Linked DNA regions of Xenopus laevis: region 1 is linked to region 2. The links are chromatin contacts, called in public Hi-C maps. All regions are on one chromosome and are shown on one strand. The core of a region is the stretch at or near the end of the contact, and the rest is flanking DNA. Distances in the headings are between cores, read along the strand shown.

Region 1 (4,168 bases), core at 1,655-4,154, 250 kb after region 2:
ATTAATTAAAACATGGATGAGCAGATAAGTCAGTAATTGTCAGTCTTTTCAAGTTCAGGCACCATTTGAAGGTCCATCCTTTGGGCAGGCCCCCCTTAGCTCATAGTACAGATATAGGGAACGATGGATGAATCAGTCATAGTCATAGTCCTAAGAGAGGAAAAACAAACTAATAACTTATAGGACAGTACCCGCAACTGGGGCCTAGAGACACAGGTGGCCTATAAGGCTATGGGTACACAGTAGTGATGTACGGGTGGGTAAAACCCGACCCGCCCTCCCACAACCCTCGCCCATCCACATCCGACTCCTGGGTTCCTTCTATAGACCCACGCCGCCCCACCGATGTTGTCACAAATAGGGGCAGGGGAAAGAAGGCATACGGCTATAAAGTCAGAAGTGAGAAGCCGGAATTTGACTGTGCCCCCCCCCACAAAGAGGAGTGTGAGATTGGCCGACCCGCACATCACTAGTACACAGACTGAAGACTGGCTGTTGTCAGCCTGTGCATTTTTGCAGACTGAGAGAACCAGATCTGCTCAGTGCTCCTGCTCCATTAATTTGAATCTGATCAGCCTCCCTCTCATATACGGCAGAACTGAAACTGAGGTCAGCCCAAATATGCAAATAGAGACATCTCTGGGCTGAGCTCAGCTTCAGCATCACTGTGTGTGTAAGCACTCACAGGCTGATCGGATTCTAATCCATGAAACAGGGGAACTAAGCAGATCTGCTTCTCTCAGCCTGCAAATATACACAAGCTGACAACAGCTGGAGTCTATGTGTCCATAGCCTTAAGACCAGTGATCGCTACTTCTCTTGGGCCTCCACACCCCAAGTATCGTTGCATTTAAAGATCCTCTGTGCTTTTATGTTAATTACCTACAAGACTCAGTACAATCCAATACCCCCTTTCAAAGGAAATATGTTCAGGACAGGTTAAAAAAAAACATGCAAAAAAAAACAGATGAGGTTTCCTTAAGAAATTTAGTAAAAGTATCTTTTTTAGTGCACTTAATCATATTAAGGAAGTTTTAGTGAAAAAAACAGGGTGGGCCCCCGGCTCTTGTGTGCCCAACCAGCCCAGAGCCGCTCCTGCACTAATCTTCCTGGTGCCACCCCCCTTCTTTGGGGCAGTCGCGGCAAAAACAGAATGGCGCAGTGCAGGGGGGGAGGAGCAGCGCAGTGCTTTGGAGAGGTCTGGGGGGACCTAGAGTTATGGCAGGGGGCATGGAGGGGGGCCCAGTCTGAATCGGTTCTTAAGTACACACATCTGTTGACATGTATTTATATGTATGGTTGAACCAGGTGGCTGGTGGTGGTACATTGATATTTCCTTGTGATAAGAAGAGACTGGTATCAGTTGAACTTCAGTCCGGGGACCTAGCAAAATAAATCGCCAGTATTTGCAGTGTTTGGGTTTAACATGACTGGCTCTTATGTACAACCAAATTATCCATTGCACCCACAATCTTGTATCCACCGTAAAGCTATATTTCTGCACCTTGTCCTTTTGCATCTTGTGTCCTGTGCTCTCTCTATATTCAATAATTAGCCGAGGGTGTAGTTGTATCCCTAGAGCTATTGGGGTACATGGGGCATAATGACTGTCAATAGCTGATCATCTACTACTTGCTGTGGATACTTTTCCACTTACATTATTGGGAGGTGCCACAAGTCGCCCTGAACTAAATGCAATTTACTCCTGTGGGTTTTCAGAGACAGTGTTTCTTGTGACACTTCCAACATACACCACCGGGAGGAAACAAAAATCAGCAATAATAAAATGTGCACATCATTCATTTGAAGGAAATTCAGAAAAGTGGAAGTAGCACCACAGAGCTCATCATTCCTTACTTTCCTTACTAGTATGTTATAGAATGGCTAAGCAACTTTTCAAGTGGCCTTCATATTTTATTTTTTTATAGTCTTTTTTAATTATTTGCTGCCTCCTGATTCTTTCCATCTTTCAAATGGTGGTCATTGACCCCATCTAAAAACAAATACTCTGTAAGGCTACTTTTTTAACTCATCTTTCTATTCAGGCCTCTCCTATTCATATTCCAGTCTTTTATTCAAATCAGTGCATGGTTGCTAGGGGAATTTGGACTCTAGCAACCAGATTGATGAAATTGCAAACTAGAAAGCGGCTGAATAAAAAAAAAAAACAACTCAAAAACCACAAATGATAAAAAATGAAAACCAATTACAGATTGTCTCAGCATATTACTCTCTACATCATACTAAAAGTTCATTTAAAGGTGAACAACCCCTTTAAGTTCTATTGTGCAGGTCCCTCTTTACCAGCTGTAAAAGTCAGTGTTTATATATAATGTGTATGTATACACCCATTTAGTGTACAGTTAGGGCTGTCATCTTTTCTTCTCGGAGCAAATGGGCAGGAGGTGGGCCAGTGATGTCGGGGGGCGGGTTACATCAGGGCGGGACTGATGATCAGCGATTGGCTGATCGCCATGTCACTTCAATGTCCTGTCCGAATTTTAAAAACCGGGCCATCCGGGTGAAATCCGGACAGGTGGCAACCCTATGTACAGTGCTGCAGAATATTGTGTTTATTTATACAAATAAAAATAATATTTGATAATAAAATCCCTAACATTTAATCACTGGTGGTAAAATGTTTTTCTGCAAATTAAGAGGAAACTTGAAGAAGGGAACAGGATTGTATAAAATGCCTGGTATGACCTCTGACAGAGAAATTGGTTTCATATATATATATATATATATATATATATATATATATATATATATATATATATATATATATATATATATACCTTTTTCTCCAAAACATTGAGTCCCGTGTTGTTTTCTCCCTTCTCAGCAGCCCTTGTGCATTCCTCTCCATTTACAGGCCTGTTACCTTACACCTGCAATGAGCAGAACAGGCCAAACAGCTTTCCCAGTATACACCTTGTACCAAAGGTCAGGAGACGTTACATCTTTTTCTTTTAAGTTCTCATTAAAGAAAACAGCAGCCGAAAAAGACTTTGCACTTTGCTTGTTATTCTTTGAAGCCCCTTGAGTGTATATTTTTCAAAGTGCTTGTTTTATAGATTATCAGTGTATAAAAGAAATAGGCAGAAGAAACAGTGAAACAAGAGATTAGAGGATTACAATATTTCCATTACATCACATATATATGTTGTTTACTATCCCTATTAAACAGCGGATCATCCACTTGTGTTTATTTTTAAAAATAAGGTGATTAAATATTTTTTCTTTTTTTATTAAAAGCTCATCATTCTGACCCAGTTTCCTGTGAGTTAATATACATCAACACACATTCGCCCTGAATAACCTCTTCCCAGCACATACTTGGATCTTGCATCAAAGAAATCATTTCTACAGATACTTACAGAAATATGATGTTTAAATCTCTGTGGTTTGTTTCTTTTTTAATTTTCAGAATAGTTCCCCCTGGATGCCTGGAGTGACGTGTTTGAGATGTTTATGTTTTGCACAAGATGTTCCAATTGCTTTACAGTGGCAGTACAGTCTGGTGGCTGAAGGCAGATTCACAGCTGTTCCTTAAGGGCACACTAACTGTTTTTTGCTATATGTGTTTGTCTTACTGAACTATTATCATATATTAAGAAAATATAATTATATTACTATTTCAGTGTCTCTTAACACCTATAATAAGTATTCTTAAACTAACCAGAAGTTTGTTAATTTTTAACCAAAACTCCACATCAGAGAGTCATTTATGACCATACTATAGAGAGAAATGGCTAACACCTAAAACTAAGTTCTCAGTAATTATCTTGCTAGGCTGGGCCACCACCCAGTATGGATGAGGGATCGAGGAGATATGAACATATGATAGGAAGGAGCAGAAGTCAGAGCCCTTGGTTGCATAATTGACACTTGTAAGTAGTGTACAATCTGGTAACAACTTGACTGGTTAAATGAGAGAGCTTGACTTAAAGTGATACTGACAAGAAAAAAATACCTTTCAAATTATTAATGTACATAAAAAGTTACCTATAGGTCATGAAGTTCCTTAACCTGACTGTCCCTTTTCAACCTGTCAGTTAGAGTTTCTAACAAGGGCAGAGATAGGGGTAGAGTCATGTGCCTAGAGCGCAACAGTTTGGGAGAGCTATTTATTGAGGACTTTTTATTGAGGATTATTGAGGATTTT
Region 2 (4,395 bases), core at 160-2,659:
CAATAAAAGCACTTTTGTGAATTCCCCCCTTAGTCAGCAACTTTAAGGGGGGGGGGGGACATAGGACATAACCGCTCAGTGAGTTTGCAATTGATCCTTAGCATGCAGGTCAGATTCAAAAGCAACAGTTATGACTCATGTGGCCCCTCCTCATGTCTCTGATTGGTTACTGACTAGTAACCAATCAGTGGAAACCAAGAGAGCTGCAAAGCAGGAAGTAGTGTTCTGGCTATTATGTTAGACATCCAGTCACTCCAGCCTTTATACATTACATTTCTGGCTAACTAACTATATTAGAAACATTTTTTATTTTGCACAGCCTTTCTATTTACCCAGTTTTTATTTTTATACTTAACAATTCCTTTAATACAGCCTACAGTCCCATGGAAACATGGCATTTGATAGTCTCCATCCCAAGTGCACCTCAGCACTCTAATAAGATTAGGAAGAGTTGTATCTATTTGATCCAATCTGCTCCATTTTTCTATTTTTTTCTAAGTATTAAGGTAAATGCCAGCTTTACAGAAGCCACAAAGAGTAGTCAGGCTCACTTTAAATAGTTATTTTGTTGAAGTCAAGAGACAAACAGTTTTCATTCATTCTCCATTGAAATCTTCCTTGTCTGTGGAAAACAAATTTTAGCAGTAGGATCTCTGTCAGAATGCGCTCCATCTTTTTCGAATCAAAGTCAAGTTTAGCAATTAAACCTGATGAACCTGTAATCTGTTTTTTGAATAACAGAAAGTGCTTTGAAATGTGATGTGTTTTTGGCATTTTCTGTAGCATCGCATTTTCTGCAGACAAGTTCAGAATCTTGCATATCACTATGGGAAAAGCTGTGTAGCTGAAACCAAAACACACACATTTGCATATTCTTTTGCACAAAATATCAACCACTTAGTTCTGGCTGCTGCCTTCTGTATGTCAGTGGAAAAACCTCATCTTTGCTTCAGTGGTGAATGTGCTTTCTGCAGGTTGTCTTTAATGATGTCCACTTCTCAGCTGCCCAGATTTTTTCATTTTGTGAAGCATAACATTCATATAAAACCTGTATAAGTTTCTATAGTATATTATATCATTAATAATAATATCAATATACCTCAACCCACTTACTAGGGTTTCTGGTTCTTTTGAGCAAGCAGACAATGAATCCACACCAATGAGCGTATAGTAAAGTGATGTATTGTAAAATAAATCAATTGATTGTTCTACATACGTAAATGATTATACTTAGACGAAACAATAATTACAATATTTACAGTTACCCATTACACAAGTCTACATTGTTGTTACCAAAAAAGTAGGGGAATAGAGTTCAGCGTCATCTCTGCCTTCCCCTCTGGTCTTCATTCCTCACATGTTGTCCCAGGCTCCTCTGGCTTCTTCAGCTCTCTCCTGCCTCCTCTCAGATGCCCAGCTCCCTCACATTTGTCCACCGTTCTTTTATCCTGGGTTCTCATCTGCCCCCCACAGAAACCCTCCCAACTGCCAAGATGCTGTGATAAACCCCCAACTTGCCTACATCCTGTTGAGCAAGTTTTCTCGCATACAAAATCCATTTTATGGTCCCCACAGCAGACATAGACCTTAGTAGTCACAGGAAAACCTTTGTCATGATAATCAGGGCTTCATGTAAGTTCCCTGAACAACAGCTTTCATATTAAATAACAAAATCAAGATGGCAATTTCTTACACCTGCTTGGGTAAGTTATACAGTTGTGTTCTGAATAATAGCACTCTGACATCACTAACCCGATCAATCAATGTTTTTGGCACAAATTGTATTTCTACATGGCAAATAATTTACTAGTAGGTGTAGTAGAGTAATAGAAAACCATCAAACCCAAAAGTCATGACATATGCATGTTGCTGATTCTGTGTAATTAAATCATTCATTGAGGCTTGTTCAAAATAATAATAGTTTGTTCCAAATAATAGCAGTGTGGAGTTCAATTAGTGAGGTCATTTATTCTGTGAAAAGACAGGTATCAATGGTGGCTCTTATTTAAGCAAGGAAGACACAAATGTTGTGCGTGCTGGTTATAGTGCATTTCTCTCTGAAAAGTAAAATGAGTCGTTCCAGACATTGTTCAGAAGAACATCATAATTTGATTAAAAAGAGGGGAAATCATACAAAGCAGTGCAGAAAATGATAGGCCGCGCATCTTAAATTATCTCAAATGCTTTAAAATGGCAACCAAACCTGAAAGAGGTGGAAGAAAATAGAAAAGCACCATTTGAATGGATAGAATAGTCAAAATGGCAAAGACTCAGCCAATGATCAAGTCCAGGAAGATGAAAGAAGGTCTAAAGTTACCTGTGAGTAATGTTACAATTAGAAGATGTCTATATGAAGTCAAACTATCGGCAAGAAGTCCCCACAAAGTCCCAATGTCGAAAAAACGACGTGCTGAAGAGGTTACAATTTGCCAAAAACCACATTGACTGGCCTAAAAAGAAATGGCCGAACATTTTTTGGACTGATGAAAGCAAGATTTCAACAAGACAACAACCCCAAACACACCAGTAAACAAGCAACATATTGGTTCCAGACCACCAAGATTGACGTTATGGAGTGGCCAGTCCAATCACCGGACCTTAATCCAATAGAAACTTGTGAGGCAAAACCAAGAAGTATAGAAGAATTGTGGAGTGTAACAAGTGCCAGAAGTTGGTGGACTCCATGTAACACCGATGTGCAGCAGAAACTCTGATTATACAACTAAATATTAGTTCAGTGATTCAAAGGAAAGCAAATTCTTGAAACATTTTTCAGTTTATATAGTGATTATATAGTGATTATATTATATATTTGCGTTTGTAAAGAAGCCTAATATTCCCTTTTCTTCACTTTCTGTAAAGGAACAACACACATTTGATAAATGATTCTTCATGTTTAGATTTGGAATAGAATGTACAGTGTTCCCAATGCATTTGCGTGTAAGGAAATAAAAGCTGTTTTATTTAGGATTTTGAACTTTATTCACTTTTTTAAACACACTGCTATTATTCCGAACACAGCTGTACTGAAATGATAATGAAGTCCACAGGTGGGCAGAGGACTACAGATTTTCTAGGGGATGCCGAGTGTGGCCTTCAGGTTTCCAGTTGGGAGTGCCCCACGCTATTCTTTTCATGTGGGGACCAGTAAAAAGCTTTGTTTACTGATGAAGGAAGCATCTCCTGAATCCTGTTAATTCTCTGCACATTTCTCTTTCTCAACATGACAGAAACAAAGGGACTGAATTGAGAAGTGTCAGGACATGCTTTCTTCATCAGTATCTTAAATATATATACACAGTTCTTAATGACTGAGAGAAATAGTTAGTGTTTTCATTTCTTAGGAAATTATGCCTCTACTTATACTCAATATGGCTTGTTCTAAAAGTCAATGTAAATCACAAATAATGTGACGTTTCATATGCATTCTTCAGTGTCGGTATATAAATCTTTAATGCCTCCCACCTTAGTCTATTTGTACTTTAAGGTTATTTCTTATATTCAAATTACAACTCATTAAGTGGTCAGTAAAACCCAAATTAAATTAGCACCCTGTAAGCCAGTTTAATGGCTGGTGACATAACTACTGTAAAGTGGAGCATATTGCTGTGACCCCTGTCCATTCTGCCATTTTATTACTTTATCTGGGATTGTGTAAAGCAGATACACATTCTGTTAGTTCAGTGATCCCCAACCAGTGGTTTATAGGAAACATGTTGCTCCCCAATCCCTTGGATGTTGCTCCCAGTGGCCCTAAAAGCAGCTGCTTATTTTTGATATCCGTTGGCTGTTTATTATGGCAGTGATTTCACATTCACCTCCAATCACATTACCCATGTGACGGCTTTAGTTCAGCAATGAATACTGGGCTACATTTAGAAATTCCTGAATTAATTACTGTACATCACTTTCATACAGACGTTTAAAAGGGATTACTGTGCAGAAATCTATAGTAGAATTTAAATGTATATATTTAGCCTATATATTCTCACTAGATCACCGAAACAGTCTTTCCTTCCAGATGAAATAATCTGTGGCTTTACATCATTGATGCCAGTTATCTGAACAATTCCTGGCTTTGTTATGAGTGCTAGGAGTTATTTCTCTGATTGGTTGGAGGGCTGCACGTTTGGATCTCTGGCCCACCTATGGCAATTTATATGATATTAATGTTAGGGTTATGAAGCGGGTATTCTCTGTAGATAAAGCGGGTATTTTCTGTAGATGAAGCGGGTGTTCTCTGTAGATGAAGCGGGTGTTCTCTGTAGATGAAGCGGGTGTTCTCTGTAGATGAAGCGGGTGTTCTCTGTAGCTGAAGCGGGTGTTCTCTGTAGATGAAGCGGGTGTTCTCTGTAGATGAAGCGGGTGTTCTCTGTAGATGAAGCGGGTGTTCTC

What was found. A called contact is a pair of places that touch in the nucleus more often than the background predicts.
Region 1: a contact with region 2 is called in a Hi-C map of the XL177 cell line, with 2.9 times the contacts expected there. The contact joins two enhancer-like sites. A contact is called at or near these places in 2 of 4 Hi-C or Micro-C datasets (the XL177 cell line and the XTC cell line).

What each region holds. Positions count from the first base shown.
Region 1 is chr5S:98,484,512-98,488,679 of Xenopus_laevis_v10.1, forward strand. No RefSeq gene overlaps it. Among protein-coding and RNA genes, the nearest start is that of slc2a2.S, 8.8 kb to the right of the region's middle. Within about 2 kb of position 2,905, at least 1 of the 7 cell types and tissues checked has an H3K27ac peak or open chromatin away from gene starts, as enhancers often do.
Region 2 is chr5S:98,233,947-98,238,341 of Xenopus_laevis_v10.1, forward strand. All of the region lies in intron 24 of pld1.S (phospholipase D1), which reads left to right. Among protein-coding and RNA genes, the nearest start is that of tnik.S, 52 kb to the right of the region's middle. Within about 2 kb of position 1,410, at least 1 of the 7 cell types and tissues checked has an H3K27ac peak or open chromatin away from gene starts, as enhancers often do.